2 separate regions of the Mus musculus genome follow, and region 2 is linked to region 1. Evidence: chromatin contacts called from public HiChIP or PLAC-seq data. All regions are on one chromosome and are shown on one strand. The core of a region is the stretch at or near the end of the contact, and the rest is flanking DNA. Distances in the headings are between cores, read along the strand shown.

The links. HiChIP or PLAC-seq counts read pairs in DNA pulled down with a chosen protein or histone mark.
Region 2: a contact with region 1 is called in an HNF4G HiChIP or PLAC-seq map of pancreatic cancer cells. The contact joins two enhancer-like sites. A contact is called at or near these places in 1 of 15 datasets of contacts at CTCF or cohesin (CD8 T cells), 1 of 484 Hi-C or Micro-C datasets (bone marrow-derived macrophages) and 5 of 115 datasets of contacts at active chromatin or transcription factors (embryonic stem cells, fibro-adipogenic progenitors, pancreatic cancer cells and 1 more).

The regions. Positions count from the first base shown.
Region 1 is chr9:116,108,870-116,116,550 of GRCm38.p6, reverse strand. Tgfbr2 (transforming growth factor, beta receptor II) reads left to right here. Exons shown (of 8, transcript NM_009371.3): 5 at 6,248-7,047. Among named protein-coding and RNA genes, the nearest start is that of Gm31292, 33 kb to the left of the region's middle. Within about 2 kb of position 4,175, at least 11 of the 459 cell types and tissues checked have an H3K27ac peak or open chromatin away from gene starts, as enhancers often do. A contact at or near this core is called in pancreatic cancer cells, where this site is marked.
Region 2 is chr9:116,309,736-116,317,416 of GRCm38.p6, reverse strand. No RefSeq gene overlaps it. Among named protein-coding and RNA genes, the nearest start is that of D730003K21Rik, 14 kb to the left of the region's middle. Within about 2 kb of position 3,111, at least 45 of the 459 cell types and tissues checked have an H3K27ac peak or open chromatin away from gene starts, as enhancers often do. A contact at or near this core is called in pancreatic cancer cells, where this site is marked.

The sequences.
Region 1 (7,681 bases), core at 2,926-5,425:
AACTCTACTGTAGGAAACTGTCAGAGAGGCCAGCACTTGGGTACTTTCTCCTCTTCCAAGGGCACTTTGTTTCTTGTGCGTGTGTGCTGTGAACTAATTGAAGACAGATGAATCCTGTAGAAGTGCTCAGAGGGACTTGTAAACGCGTCTGAAATATTATAGCGCTCAAATGCAATGATCTCATGTTTTTATAGATGAATATGTATTTCTGTAACAATGCCTGGGCAGGATCTAGCAGCAGATCTGAAAAGAAAGGACAGACAGGATATCCAAGTGAGGACTAAATCACGCATTCGTCAAGGTATCTCTCTCAAATGGACATGCTATGGACATGTCCATGATGGCAACGTAATCGTAGGGACAGCAAATACTAAAAAATAACTCAGAATATGTCAGTGCTGGAGTGATGGCTAAGCAGTTAAGAGCACTCAGTGCTCAGAGTTAGAGGATCTAGGTTTGTTTCCTAACACCCACAAAGCGACTCACCAAGCTCACCACCATCTGTAACTCCAATTCCAAAGCATCCAACGCTGTTTTCTCACACCCCCACGCCCAAGGGCACTGCATACACACACACACACACACACACACACACACACACACACACACACACACACTGCACATATATTCATGCAGGTACACACTTATACACATAAAATAATAAAGAATTACTTAAAAAGAAATAAACGATACATTCCAGGTAAAGGTCAGAGAAGCTGAGGCCTTTACTCATTGAGTTCATGGACCCACTGCGTTCCGCTCACAAAGCCCAGGCTAAGAACATTTGCTATTGAAAATAGTGCCTTCCTTCCTTCCTTCCTTCCTTCCTTCCTTCCTTCCTTCCTTCCTTCCTTCCTTCCTTCCTCTCTCTCTCTCTTTTCTCTTCTCTTCTCTTCTTTTCTTTTCAAGAACCTTTCAGAAATTCTACCCAGAGCTGTCTCTAATTTTATGTTATATAAAAAGCAACATTCATGGGAGATTCTAATCATTTCAGAAGTATGCCTTGAGTCCCCATATGTGTGAGGCCCTGGAGCAGTCTCCGGATTGCTCTTTCGTGTCAGACCCTCTTCTCCTAGCAAGAGAATGTGCCTACTCAGGGGCAGTGCCCTACCATGGCTCATAAGTAAGAATGAGAAATAGTCTCTGTACCTCTGCTGTGGGCCTTTATATGTCCCACCCAAGAAGTGACAGTGTGGCTCCGTTGTTAACAGCACTGGCTGCTCTTGCAGAGAACCAGGTCGGGGCCAGCACTCACATGAGGGTTCACAACTCTCTGTAACTCCAGTTCCAGGGACCCAACACTCTCTTCTGGCTCCCATGGCTACCAGGCATGTGTATGCTGCGTGTGTATTCATGCGGGCCAACCCTCATACACATAAGAAAGGAAAATGATTGGTAGTTATCACTGAGTAGATGGCCACCAAAATGCTTGGTCTCTCCTCCAGTGAAGACAAGGGCTATACAAACTGAGACATTACTTAAAGCCATCTTCACTGGGTCTTACCAATGTGTCACCCGGGTGACATTTAGAGACACCATAGCATAAGGCTTAGAACCCTGTTCTAATAGAGTTTGTTGCAAGTATTGGCTTGCTTATTGTCTGAGTCAGTCTTGGGAAATTAAACAGATTGAATGCTAGTTATTCCTCTCTGGGACATGGTCTTGTAATAATAGCAGTTTCTATCCTGTAGACTTTTCCCGGCAAGTAAATATAAGAATTGTAAGAGTCCTGAGAACTCAGCCAGCACAGGAGTCTCTCTTATTTAGGGATAAGCAGGAAGAAACACTTAATGTGAGTTTCTGAGCCAAGCTGACCCCAGTGCCTGTCCATATCTACAATTCTCTTTGTCTAGTGAAGCCCAGAGGTCAACTCCGAGGCGTGCCTGGGAGGCTCTTATTTAGATATAGCCACATCCCAAAACTTCCTTCCGGCCTGAGTTGTTATTGTGACTCCCTTCACCTCCTCTTTGAAGTTTCTACATTGACAAATGGTATTCAGTCACTACACACACACACACACACACACACACACACACACACACTCACGGAGAGAGAGGGGAGGGAGAATTTTATGTGTAGGTTTTAAAAAAAAAGGTTACAGGAAACTGGAGAGGAAAGTGAAGCTTTGGTTTCTAACCTTAGACTAGGGGACTTCTAGAACCTTCTGCTGTCAACACCACATGTTAATTTCAATGTAAGTGCTTGCCTCAGACTAGAAGAAAGAGGTAGGTATGAGCAAGAAAAGGACCTTTTCTGTGAGTAGCTGGGAGTTATAAACTTTTCAGTAACAAATGAACGCTTCACGCAGATGATTTAAATGAACTGGAGACACAGCTAAGAAGTCATACAGGTAACAGTTTAGAAAGTCTGAATTGTATTTTCTTATATGTGGAAAGAAATATTCACATTGGACCAAAGTGAAGTCTCTCCAAATTCTTCTAGTGTATAACGGGGTATTAAAAATAACATTTATAGGATAGGGGGCTGCTGATTTTGTTCTGTGAAATATTACCAGATAGTAAATGCTTTTGGCTTTATGAGGCAGAACTGATCTTTATGGTAGGAAGGTCCCTATTAAGAGAATCCACAGAGGGCTTCTCTCTCCCTCCCCCCACCCCTCTGTTCAACAACAACTGAAAGTTGTGGTGGGCGGGTGGGGGAGAAGAGGCCATTTTGATTGTAAGACCATACAAAAACTGTCTAAATCGGCCTGCTTTAGATAAGGATCTATCCATCTGACAGCACAAACATAGAAAATCATGACAGTGGTCCAGCCTATGCCAATTGCTAGCATATCTCAGTGGTACTAGATGGCCTGGCCATTGCCCCAGGAGCTCTCGTTGTCCTGAAAGGAGCGTACAGTCACTTAGCCAAACCAGTTTATGACAAGGTGCTTTGTGTAGATATGACTGAGGAGAGCTAGGACAAGTGAGCCTTCCCATGCAAACATGGTCACAGGTAGTAGGGATACGGGCTATGATGTCTGTGGCTCCTGAGTAGTGTTTCATCTCTCTTTAATTTTGTGTATTTAATTGTCATGGCCGCCACTCCCTCTGCCACTCATACCCTGGCTTAGCTGGTCCCGTCATGCTTTAACCTCCTAAGATAAAGAGAGTCCACTTCTTATTATCCAAGGTTTTAGGGCTCAGTAGTCACGATCATACTATTGTTGCAGCTGACCTGAGTTCAGGTCCCAGCACCCATATGGGGTTGCTCAGAACTACTCTATAACTCCAGCTCCAAGTCGTCTGACACCCTCTTTGGTCTCTGAGGGGTCACCTACACACACACACACACACACACACACACACACACACACACACACACACACACGCACGCACACGCATACACGCATGCTCTTGCACCTAATTGAAAATAAAAATTAAATAAATCTTACAAATAAAAATTTGTGTTTTGAAGGCCCCACCACCAAACTGCCTGCCTTTTGCACTTTGTTAAATATTTATTTTGTATGTATGAGTGTTTTGCTTACATGAAAATATGTGCACTGCATTTGTGTTTGGTGCCTGTGAAGGTCAGAGGAGGGTGCCAGATTCCCTGAACTTAGAGTTAGGGACAGTTGTATGTGGATACTGGGAACCAAACCCAGGTCCTTTGCAAGAACAGCAAATGCTCTTAATCACCAGCCCTCTTTTTCCTGTTTTTAAAGTGTGTTCATGTATCTTTTCAGAAGACTCTGCGTTCCCCATGTGGTTCCTGAAATTCTGAGGTTCAGATTCCTTTAGTTTTAAGTGGCATCAGACAGAACTCCTGCCTTGGAGTTTGGTCAGTGGGTTCAACAAACATTTTGCCCAAAAGACAGTGAGTCAGAACACCCCATGTCTGTGTGCCCCCCTTCCCTTCATTTCATACAGTGTCACTTTAAGTGGCTGGATCAAATGCCAGTTAGGATCACATTCCCTCTAAGGCTCCTCAGCCATCTTCCCAGCTGACTGGCTTGAATTCTCATCACTCACTCCTGACCCAGGAACTGAAGTGGCTGAGTATTGTCTCAGCTCCTGTACCCTCCACGTTTCTATAAGCATCCTCACTCATACATTGTAGCATACACCTGACTCCCTTCTGGAATGACACATCGCTCAGCATTTATGGGCATGCCCCAACTGCCCTACTCGGTAGCTTAAAGACAGCACAGTACAGCAGCATGCCTAATGCCTAGAGCAGACAATCAGGAATGCCACAAATAGAGTGTCAGAGACTCAGGCATGCTCTCTAATGAGTACCTCATGGGCAGATGAACAACACACAACTAGAGTTCTGGCATTCGCGTGGATGTCGTCAATGACCCCTCTGCACATTATAGACTAAGAACCATGTCCTTTTCTCCAAGAGAACTAGAAACAAATGATCAAGGCTCTGATAGGTGAACCAAAGCTGTGCATAAGACATTAGGTCCCTGTGTGTTGTGTCCATTGTCGGCAACCATAGGCGATGCAAAGAGAGGGATGTTGAGTGGACATAAGGTGACTGCTCCCCCTGCTTCTCAGGCCCAGAGCTGGTGTTTCAAGGTAGTCTGTGTGGGAGTCAAAATCAGAGTGAATTGGAAGTTGGGATCAATAGGAACAACAGGATTGTGGCAGTCTCTAGAGCAGTGGCTCTCACCCTTCCTCACGCTGTGACCCTTTAATACAGTTCCCCATGCTGTGGTGACCCCAACCATAACACTATTGTCATTGCTACCTCATGACTGTGTTTTTGCAACTGTTATGAATCATAATGTAAATATCAGTGTTTCCTAATGGTCTTAGGCAAGGAAGCCTTTGACCCTCAAAGTTCATGACCCGCAGGTTGAGAACCAGTGATCTACAGTTTTACCAGGTACTATTATGGACTGGCTGCTTTTGTATTCCTGTGACCAAATGGTTTGCCCAGAATCAGATTAAGGAAGGAAGAGAGTATTCCGGCTTGCAGTGTTTAGAGGCACCATCTGTCACAGTAGTGAAGGCTGGCTGGCACAACCTGATCGTACTGTATCCACAGGAAGTGGGGTGGTCACTGAAAATCAGCTTATATACCTTAAGACCTGCCCTATACGACCCACTGTCTCTAGGGAGTAAGGATCCACTTGGTGAAAGTTTTATAACCTTCCAAAACAAAATCAGCAGCTGGGAGCCAAGTTTTCAAACACATGAGCCTATAGAGATAAGGATGGGGGTGGGGCAGGGAGCATTGAACCATATCTCTATAGAAGCAACCATTCACAAGCAACAGTTACGTATGTCTTTCTACCTCTATCCCCAGTGCCTCACTCAGCCTTAGGCATTGTCTAGTATGTTGTGTCACTCAGCCCTGATTGTACTGACATGCAAACACGGAAAGGCATAGAAGCCGCAAAAGACATCGTACTAAGTTTCCCCAGCTTTTCTTAGAGAGTGGCATTTGAGCTGAAATTTAAAGAATAGGAGGTATTTGAGTGGAATGATCTCAGACAGGGACTGTCTTTGCTCATTCCCATATTCTCACCTGCTCCTGTTCCTGCTCTGTTCCACATCCAGGTCACCCGGAAATAACAGCTCTGTGCCTGGGTGGTATGGAGCGGCATGGAAAAGAAGGTGTCTTGGAAGCCTTGCTTCTTTATGTCAACTGTGTGAGTGTGTGTGTGTGTGTGTGTGTGTGTGTGTGTGTGTACATGTACGCACATATATATATGTGTGTATGTCTGCAGGTACACAAGTGTGCAAGTGTGTGCATGCAGACACTAGTGGGTTTCTTAGGAATGGTATGTACTCTTTCAGGAGCAAGGTCTCTCACTTGACCCGAGACTCACTGATTTAGCTAGACTGACTGACAAGTGAGCCTTAGAAACCTGCCTGCCTCCATTTCTCCCAAGCTGGGATCACAAGTGTGTGCACATTTACATTTGGAGGTTTAGCACGGGTCCACAGAGCAGGTGCTTTACCAGCTGAGCCCTCTACCCATCTCTGTCCTTCCTGTATGTGAATCCTCACGAGGAAGAGATTTGGAGCTAGTATCTAACAATGCCTTATGCATTAGGTTTTGGTTTATATGGTATCCTCGATCATCTCTGACTCAGCTACACACTGGGAGGGGCATGGACAGTGTGGCAGGGTGTAGAATCATCAGCTAGAATCCCTACCTAGTATCCGCGGACCCAGTTTAGATGCTACCGTGCATAAAGAATTGATTATGGACTTGCTTCCCGGTAGGGGTGATGCACACCTCCAGAGCCTAATGCCTTCTCTCCTTTGTCTTCTCTCCACATCAGAATACACCACCAGCAGTCCCGACCTGTTGTTGGTCATTATCCAAGTGACGGGTGTCAGCCTCCTGCCTCCGCTGGGGATTGCCATAGCTGTCATCATCATCTTCTACTGCTACCGTGTCCACCGGCAGCAGAAGCTGAGCCCGTCCTGGGAGAGCAGCAAGCCCCGGAAACTGATGGATTTCAGTGACAATTGTGCCATCATCCTGGAGGACGACCGCTCCGACATCAGCTCCACGTGCGCCAACAACATCAACCACAACACGGAGCTGCTGCCCATCGAGCTGGACACGCTGGTGGGGAAGGGCCGCTTCGCCGAGGTCTACAAGGCCAAGCTGAAGCAGAACACCTCAGAGCAGTTTGAGACCGTGGCTGTCAAGATCTTCCCCTACGAGGAGTACTCCTCGTGGAAAACAGAGAAGGACATCTTCTCCGATATCAACCTGAAGCATGAGAACATCCTGCAGTTCCTGACGGCCGAGGAGCGGAAGACAGAGCTGGGCAAGCAGTACTGGCTGATCACGGCGTTCCACGCGAAGGGCAACCTGCAGGAGTACCTCACGAGGCATGTCATCAGCTGGGAGGACCTGAGGAAGCTGGGCAGCTCCCTGGCCCGGGGCATCGCTCATCTCCACAGTGACCACACTCCTTGTGGGAGGCCCAAGATGCCCATTGTTCACAGGGACCTCAAGAGCTCTAACATCCTAGTGAAGAACGACTTGACCTGTTGCCTGTGTGACTTCGGGCTGTCCTTGCGCCTGGACCCTACTCTGTCTGTGGATGACCTGGCCAACAGCGGGCAGGTAAGTGGAGGCTGGTGCTCTGTCCTCAGACTTCATGCCTGGCTTCATTTCTGCCCCATCTTTTATTTTCTTTTTATAATTTTTCATTTAGAGAGGGGTGTGTGTGTATGTGTGTGTGTGTGTGTGTGTGTGTGTGTTAAAAGTGTGTGTGTGTTAAAAGTGTGTGTGGGTGCACTTTCCCAAGCATGCATGTGTAGAGGCCAGAGGTTAACATCAGCTGTCTTTCTTCATTGTTTTCGACCTTATTTTTCGAGGCAGTCTCTTACTGAACCCAGAACTCACTAATTTGTTAGATTGCTGGGCCAGTCAACTCTAGAGTCCTGGTCCCCCAACCCCACTGCAGCCAGTGTGCCTGGCTTTTACATGGGTTGGGGAGCTCTGAACTCAGGTTCTAAGGCTTCTGCAGCAAGCTGGCTCCCTGCCTGCCCCTCATGTAACATACTCCCTAGTTAGTATACTATATATAAATCACCAAAGCAATGGGTTTCATAATGACATTTCCATCTATGCAGATAAGGAACTTTAAACAATGCCTTGGATAAATATCTTCCTATTATTCCTTCCTTCCCCCTCCCAAATCACTAGTAAGCCCCTCCCTACTGGCTTTACTTTCATTTCCTTCCTTCCTTTAAAT
Region 2 (7,681 bases), core at 1,862-4,361, 200 kb before region 1:
TTGCCAGCTACACAGGAAGGAGATCAAGCTGGGCACCATGACACCTTGTCTAAATAAAAATGGAAGAAGGAATGAAAAAAAACATCTACGCTAAGAAATTATATAACACACACACACACACATCCATTTTCTGCTTCTTTCCTCAGGGTGTCCAGATACTGTTGTACACTAGGTGGAGAAGGATAGAGCGAAGTCCAGAACTAGTGGGTCCACAGGATCTCAGTACGGCATTGAACACCAGGGTTGGTGGTCTTCTCTGAAGGTTTTAGTATTATAACTCTTCAGTGTTACAGCTCTCTTAGATGATACTCAACGTAACAGCTTATGTGCATACACCTTACTCAGGGTGAATCAAGGGCTAAATATATGAAACTTGGAAGCGGGAAGGGGTTCTTCTTGGGGTGCGGTTTCTCAAGATTTGAAAAACAAAAAGGTCCCTTTTGCAATACAATGATGTCCATATTCCTACAAGCTAGGGACAACAGAGATTTGCCCTGTCTGAAACAATACAAAGTTAAAAACCTGAAACGAAGGTTCTCAAGATAAGAGGTGTGGGAACAAGAAGAGCTTCCCAAGACAGGAATGGAAAACAATGGAGCTGACCTTTCCACCCAACTCATCTTCCTGCCCTGAGGAACACTCTGCCCGTGCTGGGAAGGGGGGATCCAGATGTCACAACAGCCCTTACTTTATTCTGCACAGTGTCAGCAGGGTGTGTTCATTTTGTTTACTTGATGTTTGTTTTTCATTTTTGAGAGAGGGTCTCAGATAGCCCAGGCTGGCCTTGAAGTTGAGAAAGGGTGAACTTGAGCCCCTGTTCCTTTTGCCTTATCTCCTCAAATGCTAGGACTACAAGCTTTTGTCACAGTGCCCAATGCACTCCACACACCACACACACACACACACACACACACACACACACACACACACACACAATCTCTGTGTCCTTATCTTTAAAGAGGTTTTCCTGCATAAAATACTTGGTTGGCCCCAAGGTTCATGTTTTCATACATTGATGACTACCTTACTATTTCAAATAAAACCATTTGCTAGACCACCTAAGGACAGAATAAATCCAAGCTTTTGTTTTACCTTCATTTATTTCTTTTGTACACACTGCTGACTATTATCATTTTTCTTCTCGATAAAGAAATTGTCTTACTGTATTTGTTGAGGTTTGGTCTTTTGCTATCTATTATAATGCTAAGTGCAGGTCCCCAAGACCTGGTTATCCCAAAAACTTACTTATACCTTGGTTCCAAGTTGTTTCTGATTGGTAAATAAAGATGCTAACAGCCAATCGCTGGGCAGAAGACAGAGGTGGGATTTAGGTTTCATGGGCTTGGAGAGAGGACTTTGAGGAGGAAGAAGAGTGCAGGAAAAGGAAGGAGAAGCCACCATGGGTTAGGAGTCAAGAGAATATGGCTCTGAGGGCTGCCCAATTGGAGTTAAGAAAAGCCCAAATGAAGCATAGTAAGTAGTAAGAAATAATGCAGAGTCATCGATAGGAAAGTAGACTCTAACTGGGCAGTGGTGGCACACAACTTTAATCCCAGCACTTGGGAGGCAAAGGCAGGCTAACTTCTGAGTTCGAGGCCAGCCTGGTCTACAAAATGAGTTCCAGGACAGTCAGGGCTATACAGAGAAACCGTGTCAGCGTAGATGGTAGGTATCTACCAACCCTTGTATTGTTTAAGGCTTATTGTAAATGTAAATGGTGTGTGTGTGTGTGTGTCTTTCATCTGGGAACTAACTGGTCTAAGGCAGGGTAGAAGCACCAGGGTGGGATTAAATAATCTCAACACCACCATATCTAGCCAGAAAATGGGCCAGTCACAAATGCTATTATAATCTGGGGGGTATAGAATTCTATTTTGCAGTATATAGAATTGTAGACTATTTTCTTTCTGAAAATTCTACTTTTCTTGCTTGCATGGTTTCTTCGGAAAAGCTAGGTATCATCTCTCTGTTTGTCTCCAGTAAAATATTTTACATTCTTCTTCTTCTTCTTCTTCTTCTTCTTCTTCTTCTTCTTCTTCTTCTTCTTCTTCTTCTTCTTCTTCTTCTTCTCTCTCTCTCTCTCTCTCTCTCTCTCTCTCTCTCTCTCTCTCACATACACACACACACACACGGGGGGTGGGGAGGGAGGAGAGAGAGAGGAAGATCTTTGATTTGCCATAGTCCTAAACCTAACAACTTGGGAGTGGTGAGTTAGCTAGGATTCCCAGTAGGGAATTTTAGCCAGTAAACCTTAGGGCTGGAAGGGCAGAGAAATGGATTGTGGGGTAGAACTTTGGTCATGGCTAGAGTTGCCTTCTGGGAAGTGGGACTCTTAGGGTCATCTGTTTCTGGGAAAACAGCTGAATGGACCATCTCTAGCTACTCCTCCCATTCCCCACATTCAGTGGCCTCCTTATCTACTGTTGTCTGCTCATAATCAGCAGCAGGTGACAGGGAAGCCAGCCAGGGAACTGGGAGAGAAGGATGGGCCAGGGTGGTGCTTGCTATAGCAGAAAATGCTCAGGCAATATCTGAGGAAGAATGGGAAGTGACCACCCACTCCTCAGGACCCATTTTGCAATCAGACTGTAGAGTGGAAGGTTTGAAGAACCAAGCCTTTGTCTTAGTTTGACTTTCTCTGAATAGGGCAAATTGTGGTCAGACCACTTTACTTCCAAACATTTCCCTGGACATTTTTTAAAATGAAGAAAATATGGCAAGCACATGGCACACAATCTAGACCAGGTTGACACCAATGATCCATGCCTCTAACCCTGGCGGAGAAGGATTGCACATGGGAGAACCCATGAAGTGACTCGCCAGTGAAAGGAGTTGAAGCATCTGTCTGATGGTTCCTCTTTGTAAATCCAAATACTACAGAGGAGCTGGCAGAAACGCAGCCAAAGGCATCTATCTCTAAGTTATCGCTAAGCAAATAATCAGCCAGAGAAGGCAAACATTCATTTTTCCGGCCATTCTGGGGTGTGAGCCTAATTCTTCCCCTTCAGCATATTTATGCCGCATCTTGCCCTCCTTCTGCGTGCCCCTCCCCTTCTCCTATCCTTGTAGAACTCCACCCTTCCTCACAAGTTGCTCTTGCTTTATAGTCATTGTTGATGTGCTCTGCCCTCTGCCTGGAATCATTACATCAGTCTGTTGTTATTGATCTTGTTGCTAAGGCCTGTGAATCTGCTCACGTTCCACCTCGGGAGTGGCGGGAAGAAAAAACATGTCCTTAAGATTTTTCCCACAAACCAGATGTTTTCTTCCACCCTTACATCTTCAAAATAGTTTCTCGGAAGAAAGATTAGCAAGAACACAGAAGGCTAGATCTTGTTTTCTCAGCATACCATGCGTCCACACCCAAATATCTGGCAATTCCGGCTTGTGAGCAATCCTGATTTCAGGACTCAGTTTTTAAAGCAACAGGTATCGTTTCCCCACAACTTGCTTCATAAATAAATAGTGGTGTGCCTTCTTCTCAGGGATTCCTTTTCAATTGCTGCTGGGAACAGAGAAGCAGCACCATAGAGGACGTCTTCATTCAACACCCCACACACCCCTAAGATACGTTTATTAATTTATCAAGGGCTACTGCTTTGAGAATTTGGCTAGGACCTATCTGAGGCAGGCAGTTGGGCTTAGTGAGGATTTCTTTTCAGGACATACAGCATGTTCTATCCTGCCTAGCCACTCAGGAGAGAGCTCCATGCCTATCCCAGCTGGTATTTCCGGGGACTAGACAGAGGCTGAGTGAAGTGGTCACCAACTTCAGAAGTCATGGAACCTGCTTGCAGCCATTTGCTGTTGCTATAGCCATTCTCTCTTGGTCAGGGCCAAGTTTGTTCCCCACAACCTGCCCAGGGAATGCTTGGCCAAGTCTCTGTGTACTTTTGGTTTGTACAACTGCTGTGGGTGCTATTGGCCTCCGAAGGGTTGCACCCAGGAATGTTTCTGAGTTTTTACATTGCATAGGAAACTCTCCACAACAAAGAGTTCTGTGCCTCAAAAATGCCAATAGAAACTCCCCCAATGGCTGAGGCAGACTTGAAGACAGTAACAGATCATAATCCTATAAATTCATTCATTTATTTCTTCATGAATTCACTGTGTGTGTCTGTGCATCTATGAGTCTGCATGCCCATGCCTATAGCTGTACACACACACATGAGCACATATGGAAGTCAGAGTCTAGTCTCTTAGCCCACCACTGTCAACCTCATTCCCCTACAGGGTCTCTCACTGAACTCGGAGCTTGCCTTCTGGGCTAGACTATGTGGCCAATGAGCTTCTAGGATGTGCCTGCGTCTGCCTCTCAGAATGCTGGGTCACAAGCACAATTGGCCATACTTGGCTTTTACATGGGTTCTGGGGACTTGAACTCAGGTCTTCCTGCTTACGCAGGTACCCTTACCCACTGAGCCATCTCCCCAGCCCCTTCCACAGCAATCTCTAACCCATAAAATACCCCATAAACATGCCAACAGGTCCATCTGAAAGAGGCAATTGTTCAACTGAGGTTCTCTTCCCAGGTGACGAGTCTGTGTGAACCTGATAAAACATTTAACATCAGACCAATGCAATAGAAAAGACAATGAAGCATTTGGAAGGTTGCTTTAGAAAGATAAACTGAACTACTAGACTGGTCATGATTAGATGAAAACAGTAATGATGTAAAAACATATTGATAAAAACAAGAAACTAAAAAGAAAATACTACAGACCCCAAAGATGGTAGAAGGAATCCCCAGGGAACAAGCTTGTGTCAACAAATTACATGAACTAATTTTAAATTGCAGTTTAACACAAAAAATAACACAAAATGCTACAGGAAAACATGAAGACCCCTAAAGCTGAATTTGAATTTGCCAACCAAATAACTTCCCACAACCAAGTGTGGCTCTATAATCCGGTACTCAGAGGGCTGAGCCAGGAAGATTCTATCTGCTTACCACACTCTGCAGTGCTGGGCCAGACCATGAAATCTATGCTGTAGACCTTGGTGTTAGTCCTGTTGATGCTGTTCACATGATTGGCTGGTCTTCCCCCATGTTTCTCCCTCTGTTTTTCTTCTTTCCATTATTGCCCAGTCTAGAAGGATGTTATTTTTAAAAATGTACTGAGACTATATTTAAAATCAATTTTCAAAATCTCTGAGCTGAACTCTAGAACACATTTCTAAAGCCTTGAACTTTGAAGGAATAGAAGCAGCCACCATTGGAAGGACAGGGAGACGACCCTGTACCTGGAGCCACCTCCTCAACATTCAGCCAGCCATGCAGATTAAGCTGTTCAGTAGGGGGAATGTTTGTCTATTTTCCTTGAAGGAAAGCTCTCTTAGCAAGATGCAGAGGCAGGAGAATGTGGAGACTAGTTGGAGTTATTAGAGGCATTGAGCATCATTGAGCAAGTGGACCAGTGTTACTGAATAGCTAATAGAATTTTAAAACAGAAATACCTCTTTTTCTGTTTGTTTTTTTTTTTTTTTTTTTTTTTTTTTAGAAATCTGCTTTCCTATTCCTTTATTTGTCCTGGTGTTCTTTTTACCATCTTCAGATGTGGCCTCTGGCCTTACATTTTCCACCTTCTCCAGTGGACCAGAGAGAGAAATGATCTGGTGTCTGCAACAAGATAGTTTCAGCTTCCCCTCTATTCTCATATTAACTCTAATCTGTCTTGATTTTTCTCCATCTTGGAGATGCTTGACTTAGATGATTAACTACAAATCATAACACCATTGTCGTTCCCCTTTCTATACTGCAATAGGCATCTTGCTGTTTAATTGGCTAGAGCTTCAAAACCCACAAAAGATGAGCAAGTTTCCCAGTCAGACATTTCTGGGCAGTTCTTACATTCCTGACTGCTGAATGAGACAGAGACGAGTAACAGAGCCATGGGTGACCAGGTCTGTTCCACGTGGGAAGCCCAACCAAAGAGGTGAAAAGAAGTAAGTATATGGGATTCAAAAGAGAGGAAATGACCTAGGCTTGCCAAGCTCAGAGATCTTTGCAGAGTCATCATCAGGGTTGGTAGCTTTCTGTTACTGTCACAAATACTTGACCTAATTGGCTGATCAATGTATAAAGCACAAATGGTTTGTTGTGGTGGTAGTGGTGATGATGGTGGTGGTAGTGTTTTGTTTTGTTTTATTTTGGTTTCAGAGATTCCAAGCTATCTACTGGCCCCATTGCTTTCATACCTTGACCAAGGGGAACATGTGTTAGAGTAAAATTAATTACTCAATGGCCTAGAAGCAACTCGCAGAGAAAGAGAGAGACTGGCTCCAATGGTTGCTTTGGAAGGGATGCCCATGATGAGCTAATGAATGCCCACCAAACCCCACTTCTTTGAGGCTCTACCAGCTCCCTAAGTGCTGAGCTAAAGGCAGTGCCATTGACACAGGAGCCTCTGAGGGATATTTGAGGTCCCAGTGAGCATTGTCAAAACCGAGGTAGGAGTCATGAGAGCAGCTGGTGCACAGCAAAGAGGGAAGAGCTTCCAAGCCAAGTGCAGTGTGGCTGCTGCTTCTGATGGAACTCTTTTCCTGGAGGGAGGAAGAAAACTCATTTCAGTCAAAGACGTATTTTATTTACAATAAACCCAATCCCTGCTGATACTCTACAGGGGCCGCCAGTGAAAACAGCAACAACAAAACAATAACAAACCTATTTCAAAGAACAAATAAAATAAGCATTAAAAAGAACAAAGTGAAAAACAGCTCTATCTCCACTCTAGGTCATAACTTTAGCCTAGATCCTTTTGACTCTGCTTTCTTCCGTGTGTGTGTGTGTGTGTGTGTGTGTGTGTGTGTGTGTGTGTGTGTGTGTGTATGTGTGTGTGTGTGTGTATGTATGTATGTATGTATATAGCCCTGATTTGGCCCTTTGGCAGTTGCCAGTCTTAATCTTTTGAAGTTATATTTGCTTTCTTTGCCTTGATTATAGATATATTCTGCGGGCTTATTTTCTTCCTTTAAATTTCCATCCCCAACAATAGTATCTCAATGTCAGCTTCATAGTGTCCTTCCTTGGACATAACTCTAATCTGGGTGTGGACAAATTGATTACTTTTTGCCTGAGGAATTTTAATGATGGGACAGGACTTGATTAAAACAACCCTTTCCCATTACACTCTGATAAAGACCTTGGTCAGAAAATCCGCCTTCTCTTATTTTTCAAACCGAGTGTGCCTTAACTGTCCCACATGGATTTTAAAACTGCCTTGCTATTTCCTTAGAGATTTTCTTCCTGTGTTTAAAAAACCAAAAACCAAGAAAAACAAAGAAACAAAAAACCCTTAAAGACTATTTTTTAAAGACTGAGTCTTTGTACTATTAAGTCCTTGCAAATACATTCTAAAATCTACAACTCGCCATTTCTTCTGCCTCTCATCAGTATTTGCATCAGAGGTGTAGAAGCTTTCTCCTGTCCTGCAGAGGGTGAATTTAATCCCAGACAGAGTTTAGTTTTGTAAGCAAGTGGGCCAGTTTTTGTGAGTAGCATTTTAATTTTTGTTTATAAGTTCCCACTTATTACTGCTGCAAGAGAAGATTAATTTCTATTTGCTTCATCTCCTGCAATCTCACTTAATTCTTGCTTTAAATGCTATTGTGAACTCTAATCATTTTGTGATCTTCTTGATTTTGCAGAACTTGGAGGTGGATAATTAAGTTGCTTCAAGTG